Regions from separate parts of the Mus musculus genome. Here region 1 is linked to region 2. A link is a contact called in public Hi-C data. All regions are on one chromosome and are shown on one strand. The core of a region is the stretch at or near the end of the contact, and the rest is flanking DNA. Distances in the headings are between cores, read along the strand shown.

Evidence for each region. A called contact is a pair of places that touch in the nucleus more often than the background predicts.
Region 1: a Hi-C map of cortical neurons shows a contact between it and region 2, with 5 times the contacts expected there. The contact joins two enhancer-like sites. A contact is called at or near these places in 1 of 39 promoter capture datasets (hippocampal neurons), 4 of 484 Hi-C or Micro-C datasets (cortical neurons and embryonic stem cells) and 1 of 9 other capture datasets (embryonic stem cells).

Annotation. Positions count from the first base shown.
Region 1 is chr11:43,267,798-43,271,829 of GRCm38.p6, forward strand. No RefSeq gene overlaps it. Among named protein-coding and RNA genes, the nearest start is that of Gm12146, 45 kb to the left of the region's middle. Within about 2 kb of position 2,649, at least 34 of the 459 cell types and tissues checked have an H3K27ac peak or open chromatin away from gene starts, as enhancers often do. A contact at or near this core is called in cortical neurons and hippocampal neurons, where this site is marked.
Region 2 is chr11:42,389,223-42,393,348 of GRCm38.p6, forward strand. No RefSeq gene overlaps it. Among named protein-coding and RNA genes, the nearest start is that of Gabrb2, 29 kb to the right of the region's middle. Within about 2 kb of position 1,954, at least 10 of the 459 cell types and tissues checked have an H3K27ac peak or open chromatin away from gene starts, as enhancers often do. A contact at or near this core is called in cortical neurons and hippocampal neurons, where this site is marked.

The sequences.
Region 1 (4,032 bases), core at 1,399-3,898, 880 kb after region 2:
CCTATTGTTCCTGCATGGGCTCTAGCCAGAGCAACTGTTCAATGCCCCATCTCGAATTCAGACCTGCATACAGCTACTTTACTGCATGAAATCGCTTCTTCAAATGCTTTTACACATCTCTTGTAGAAGCCAACACAGGCCTCTGCTAGTTACCTATGCCTCTTGTGTGTGTTTGTCACTCCCAAAAGACTGGTGTACTGAGTCGTCAAAGGTTCAACTTTAGTCCTCCCCATGTTTAGTACCAGGCTTTGGGCAATGAGGACAATGGGACGGCTCTTAATAATGTCTTCATATCTAATCCTACACACATGTCCAGAAGACAGAAGCTGGAGACATACCTCCCCTGACTTAGCCTGCCTCTTTTTCTCTCCACATGCAAGGACTAGAAGATGACCCATCATTACTTCTTGATATCTTATGTATTCAAGGGGCTCAAGCCACAGAGGGCTCTCTCTCAAATTCTCACTCTCTTTTTTTTTTTTTTAGCATTTTTTTATTTATTAGGTATTTTCTTCATTTACATTTCCAATGCTATCCCAAAAGTCCCCCATACCTTCCCCACCCACTCCCCTACCCACCCACTCCCACTTCTTGGCCCTGGCATTCCCCTGTACTGGGGCATATAAAGTTTGCAAGACCAAGGGGCCTCTCTTCCCAATGATGGCCGACTAGGCCATCTTCTGCTACATATGCAGCTAGAGACAAGAGCTCTGGGGGGTTACTGGTTAGTTCATACAGAGACAAAGTTTGGAGCTGAGACGAAAGGATTGACCATTTAGAGACTGCCATACCCGGGGATCCATCCCATAATCAGCCTCCAAACGCTTACACCATTGCATACACTAGCAAGATTTTGCTGAAAGGACCCTGATATAGCTGTCTCTTGTGAGGCTATGCTGGGGCCTAGCAAACACAGAAGTGGAGGCTCACAGTCAGCTATTGGATGGATCACAGGGCCCCCCAATGGAGGAGCTAGAGAAAGTACCCAAGGAGCTAAAGGGGTCTGCAACCCTATAGGTGGAACAACAATTCTCACCCTCTTAACTCTTTCTTCTTCCATTTTCTCTTTCTTCCCCCCAGTTCACCTCTTACAAACCCTATTCTCCCTCTCAAAAACTTCTCAATGTCAGCTGGCAAAAATGGGCTGAGCCTTATCCCACAGGGATAAGAAAATCCCATTTTCTCTTTTGTTGCCTTTTCTTTCTAGTCTCTACTTTTGACTAATAGTCTCAGAACTTGGTCTCACTCTTCTCCTGTCCTCTGTGTTATTAGACTGTGAACAAGGTAGTAAGAATATGGGTTTGGGGCATGGGGAGGAAATGTGACTCACCATGTACAATACAAAAATGTCTTAAGCAAATGTCCACCAATATGCCATCAGAGTTTCTATTGTTAGTTATCCTCACTTTATAAGGAAGTATGCCAAGGCTCAAAAGAGTTAAGTGGCTTTTCCAAGAATGTACTGTTAATAAGGACAGAGCTGATATTCTCATCTGATAAGACTCTTGGACCACTTACTGAATCACCAGGGAACCTGGTCTTTTGGAAGCAGTGGGGTGTGACTATGATTTTCTAGAACAATCTTATGTCATGAACTCCTTCCAGATGTCAGCCTGAAACTCCAGCTGATTAAAATCCCTGCCTTGTTTCTTCCCAGAGTCCCCACTGGCACACACTCCACACACTGACACAGAGCCTGGGAGAAGTGGCATGAGGGAAGACATGTTGACATTGGCCCAGATCTAATGAGAGCTCCAACAGCCTGAGCTGTACCTACTAGACAAACCAGACACACGCTAGTCTCTGCCCTAGCTGCCTCCCCTCATGGGCTTGATCACATGAGCATGCTCAAGGGGGCTCTGCCTGAACTGTAATGCAGGAGGAAGGCATCCAACCCTGACTCTCTTCTTATTTTTAATTAGAAATTCCCATTAAAACCACTACAGCAATGAGACACACATCAGGCAGTATACTTCAGGACAATTAGCACACTCTTCAGGTGGCTAAAATGGCCCAGCTCTGGCCTGGGGCTGATATAATTGCACCAAAACATACAGCCCACCAGGAGGCTCACATTTCAAATGGAAAGAAACAATTAGTCATGTGTCTATTGGTCAGCTAAATCTGTAGGACATAATTTAGTATCCATAATTTAAAAGATTGCTAGGGGTGGGAATATATGGAAATCACCTCAGTATGTTCATAAGCAAATCTCTATCCTTCACATGCGACACACGACTAATGCTGGGGTCAGGGGGATAACTGTGTAAGGCAGGCTGGTCGTAACTGTGTGTTGGGAATCACTAGAGGCATGAGTATTCCATTCTTGGAGTGTTCGAAATAATTAGTGGGGCAAGTAGCTTCTGGAACCCCTATGTACCTCCCTGCTACTTTTTGAATTCCCAGGCCACTAATTAAAACCTGCCCGTAAGACAGCTCCTGGCTGAGTCACTATGATGATTCTGAAGAGTAAATAAAATGAGCAAATTGCAAGAGCAGAAGTGCTCTCGGAACACTGGGAGAGCTGTAGAAAAAGCCACCCCCAGGCTCCCAAGCCTCTGTTTGAAGCCACGCTCTTGGATTCCACAAGCACAAGCATTCTGAAGGCTTTTGCTAGTCCCTCTTGTCTCTGCGCTGAACCACTACACCCTTCCACAATCCGGCAGCGCAGCAGTAATTAATATTCAACTGGCATTTCCACTGCGCACTCAAAGCCTGTTCCTTCAGCCTTTTCAAATCCAATTCAGACCAAAGTAATCTTTGCCCTTGCATCTGGGTTCAGGCAGAAGCAATTGTTAAGACTGCAGATTGCCGTTTATTAGCATTTATTGAACAGCAGAGGAGCCCTGTGCAGTAGTGGTTGTCACTAGGTCTCCGATTTTCCAACTAAAATTAACAAGCCAGCAATGCATTTATATCAGGGCAGGAGGGAGACGTTTCAAGAGGAAATGATATTGATGATTTTCATAGGGACCTATTGACGGACTGTGAGACTTTGAAGGGATGATGGGTTAATAGGAGGTAGACACTCTTTGATCATTCCCTTGAAAGTCCCCTGTAGTCTGTCTTATTTGTGGATCTACAGAAAGTGGTAAAGCTAAGAAAGCCTTGATTCAAATTCTGAACTAATCCACTGGGTGACCTTGAACAAATTACTCTATCTCCTTCAAGATTCTGTTCATCCCCCCCAAAAAAAAGAGTTAACAAATCAGTTGGAATGCTAAACTGTATTCCTCAAAACCACTGGGAAGACGCAATCCAAATAGAGGATTGGATTCCCATCTCACATTACCCTAATTGGCTCTTATCCTACAGCTTCATATTCTAGGTCTGACATTATATAGGTATCTTCTCCATTTTACTCTGTGGGTCACAAATGTTAGAAACTGAGAGCTGGTCTCTAAAATCTGTTCTAGTTGTGAAACTGGTGAAGTGCTAAAAACCTGGAAGGCAAAAGAAAGCTACCATGCTTACATTAAATCAGCTACTGGGGTTTATCTTGAGAGGTCTAAGAGATACTAGAGTGAGCCAGAAGCAGGAGATGATCAGGAAATCCCAGCAGAGAGATCATCTAGAGGTGGCGTAGGTGGGTATGGAAATGTATGGAGGGTATGGATGATAAGAAAACAAGACATGCCAGCAATAATCTATGGCAGATTTTCTTGGCCAGATCAAGGTCTCTTGGTCCAGGCTGACAGATCCAGGAGGCTGACAGGCTGGAGGAGAAACACCCAGATGGCTGAATAGAAGTGTCCCCCATATGACTCTGCTACAGAATGAATCCAAGCCAACAAAGGAAATATTGAAGACAGTGACAAAGAGAAAAGTCTGGAAATGAGTTAGTAAATCATTAGAACCTTAGACAGCAAAGAGGAAAGTCAACGTGGAGAAGTTGCAGCTTATGAGGTCAACCTGGCTCCCTGTGAGAGGGGAGGGATTGAGGAAGTAGGGAAAAGGTGAAAAGTGACAGCAAATGGAACAACATTGCCTAGAAGATACACTAGCAAGAGAATTCCATTCCCCTTATAGCCT
Region 2 (4,126 bases), core at 704-3,203:
TAAAGTCTTGTGAGTGTGTGCCTGGGGTGGTGTAGCTGGGTCAGATGATAGCTATTTATAGTTTATCAAGGAACCTCTACACTGATTTCCATAGTGGCTACAGCAGTTTATCCACCCACGAAGAAAAAAAAATCTATTTCTCTTTCTCCACACCATATCAACATTTGATTTCTTTCTTCTTGATGATAGCTATTATTCATATAGTGCAATGGAACTTCAAAGTAGTTTTAATTTTTACTTCCCTAATAGATAAGATGATTAATTCTACTTGCTATTTCTATTTCTTCTTTGGAGTAGCTGCAGCTGAGTTAATAAGTTTACTTTGTTTTCTTATTGTTTACCTGTTTTATTTTAACGGTGCTTCCTATATCTTAGAACTTTTTGTGTAAATACATAGCTGGCAAAGCTTTCCCCCCATTCTGTAGTGTGCCTCTTCATTCAATTAACTCTTTTGCTGTATACACTATTCTAATTTTATTAGGTCCCATTTGTTGGTTGTAGGCCTTAGTTCCCAAGTGAACAGAATCCTACTTTAAACAGCTCTTACCCTATACCTGTACCTATACTTTATATCTTGCCACATAAAGTTCCCCTGAGTACTTGGGGGAAGGGAAAATTAGGATACTTAACTGTCCTCTATGCTAACACTATGTAGTATCTACTCACCCAACCAGAAGCAGAGAGGATAATTTTATTATATACCTTGAATGTAGATTTATTTATACATGACATAAGACCGATTGAAAACGTTTTTTTATATACTTAAGATTCAGAAGTATGTGCTGTTAGCTCATTTAATATGTCTAAAACACAGAAATTTTTCTAAGGTCTTATTAATCTAAACTTTCAACACTTTCATCCATGGTACAGAAAGCTTCAAAAATTCAACAGAAACTTGATTTGTAGGTAGTTTGTAATATTAACCCATAATTTATTTGCATAGTTTATATGCATATATAAAACTCTGAATATACTTCTTATTTATATCCATTTTTTCTGAAACCTGATGGCAGTTATTTAGGTCTTTATCAGTCATCCTAGATTAAAGATCTGAGCTCTGTATTTGTTATAACTAACATAACGGTATACATTATACGCACAAAAGCATGAATGTCTATTTGTAATGCTGTACAAAAATAATAAGCTTATTCAACCATAACATCTATGAGAAAAAATGGATCCTATTTATTTGATAATATCTTTACATTTTATCATTCCCATCCCTTCAAGTAACTCTAGCACAGGTTTAAAAATGAGCCAACCACAGTGCTACCCGACTGTAATTCCTGTACTCTGATCAGGGGACTGATTTAGTGGATAACAGGGTCATAAGTGAGAAGACAGTGCTGAGAGGAAGTGGGATATGAGGATACAAGGGGGTAGGGATGCAGGGAGGGAGGGAGAGAGGGAGGGAGAAGGGGAGGGGGAGGGGAGAGAGAGAGAGAGAGAGAGAGAGAGAGAGAGAGAGAGAGAGAGAGAGAGAGAAGGGGGGCATAAGGTATCCACTACTTAGTTACATACTAGAAGTCTAGTCAAGTTCTTACACTATGTTACTGCATAGAATGGGTGGCATTCTTAACCAGCTGAAAATTTGGCGTCATGAGAGCTGATATTTTATTCTGCTCTAGCAAGCATCTTTGTATTTTGTAGCATGCCAGCTTCATGAGCAGATGTATTTAACTGTGGTCCCATTTTAACACGTGCACTGATTTGAGACAGCAACACTTGGTTGCTTTGCAAAGTACTATTTTAAGGTGTGGGCATAATTGGATATTCAGTTTGGGGCAGGTGTTATATCTCTGACAGCCTTTTCTTTATGTCTTCTACCCCTGCCCCCCGGTTTTCATAAATGTATCTTTTGGAATGAAATTCTAGAATTCTGGCCTCAAGAGCCCAGCATTTGTCAGTGGGAGAAGATGTGGGTGGGAACAGATGTATTTTTTTAGTTGTCTCACTCAGCACCCAGAGCATGACTCCTACTGTTGGGATGGATACCTGTGAGCAGTAAGCATCCTTCTCTCTGGGGTAGGCTTCAGAGCTTAATTTACAGCCTTGTTCAGCCTGAATTTAGAAAATACCTAGTGATGCACAATGAAGACTCAAAAAAAAAAAAAAAAAGATCAAGTTCTCACAGTAGCTGCTTGCTAATTAATCCCTGTGATTAACCACCTGAGAGAATCATCCAAGAATAGCCCATCCTGGGCAGCATTTTCTAGGTGCTGTTGTTCTTTGTCTCACTGTCTCTGTCTCTGTCTCTGTCTCTGAATCTGTCTCTGTCTCTCTGTCTCTCTCTCTCTCTCTCTCTCTCTCTCTGTCTTTTTTTCTCTCTTCACTCTCTCTACCCTTCACTCTCTCCCTTACATCTCTCCTCTCAGCTTTTTCCCTCACAAGGTATCCACAAATAGGAGAAAATAGAGAGTAGTTGGACCCCTATACTTGACAATTTAAAGATAATAACCAAAAGTGTATGTATATATATATATATATATATATATATATATATATATATATATATATGATTTGCAAGGGAGAGAGACAAGACTAAGTTTCTATATTCAATCTTGTAATCCTTTTAAAATTGATCAGCTTAGGTATTTTCAGTTGTATACATAAAGACATATTAAGCTGATATTTTTCTTAAAACTCAAATTTCTGGAGGCAGTAGGGTGAATTCTATATAGCATACTCCATCCATATAAAATGTCTGCACCAAGAAAAGCTGAAATAATCTCTCAGGTTGGCAAATACTAACTTATCTTATTTTTATATTATCTACTAATAATTTATTAGATTAACAGTCTAAAATTTGATGCTGCGTATGTTCACTATACATAAAACATTCTAATTTCCATGGAGAATCCTCTATGCCATAGGTACTATGTTATTTCATACACTCAGATGCTTTTTCTGTATAATGTTATATATGCATATATTTGTCATAATGTTCTCCATGAATTTCCTCTGAAAATGATCATAAAGTCTAATGATTATATTTTAATGATTTGTAAGGATCTGATGTTCTGCCAGCCAGAAATATCTTAGAGCATTTCATTTGACATCGTTGTTAGTATTTTTCACAAACTGTTCCTGTGTAAAGGCTTCAAACATGGGATCCATGCAAATATAAAAGTATACAAGAACTTAAAATAGTAAGATTTAGTGGTCTTTTTTCACTTCTATCATTTTATGAATCCATTTTGATCAACTTTGGTACAGTATGAACATGAGACTAATTTAGAAAATCTCTCAACTACACAACCTTCAAATAGCAGTGCCTCTTTGTGGAATTCATTATTAGAAGCATTCAATGATTTAGTTACAGTGAAGGAGTCCTAACTCTTAGCGGCTCCACCTCTTCCAAGGAGATCAGAAATCCCCCTTAAATATGCACACTGCTCTCGCTATTGTCATAGAGCAAAATAACATGCAGTGGGAATGCACAGGAAACAGCCCACTTTCCATTCAACAAACTTAAACTTAACTATGACACTCATGAGTCAGGGCAACACCTGTCATATAGTAAATGATTAATGTATGCTTAACAAATAGCTCTGATTTATCTCCTCTCAAAATGCTAAATCCACATCATAGGCTCTAAAGAGAGAAGGAGGCAGTTATCCTGTTTATTAGTCTTAGATAATTGGTACTGATTGAATCTCAGATACAGATCTGCAACATCTCAGAGTCAGATTAGAAAAGAGAAAATAGCCAAGGCATGTAATTTCTTTAACTTCAAAAGCTAGTAACTCACTGAGAAAAATAACAAGTTTATCGTATGCCTTTGGTATATGATATATGAGGATGTGAGGGGACTCATACCTCCATCCTACCCTTTTCTTGATGCAGTTCATGGAATACCTACTATATCTCTGGTATCCACTACATTCTGCAAAGGGGAAAGCTAAATACATGCTGCTCAGTATCCAATGTTTGTGCAATGACATGAAAGACAGTCTTCAATCCACACCGAGGTTAGACCAAGGTTAATACCAAAAAATAATTTTTCAGATGACTTCACTATTTGCGACATGATCACCTAAAAACCAATTTCAGAAAACAATAGTCTTCATACTTCCCAAACAAACAGTGTGTGTGTGTGTGTGTGTGTGTGTGTGTGCATCCTGGA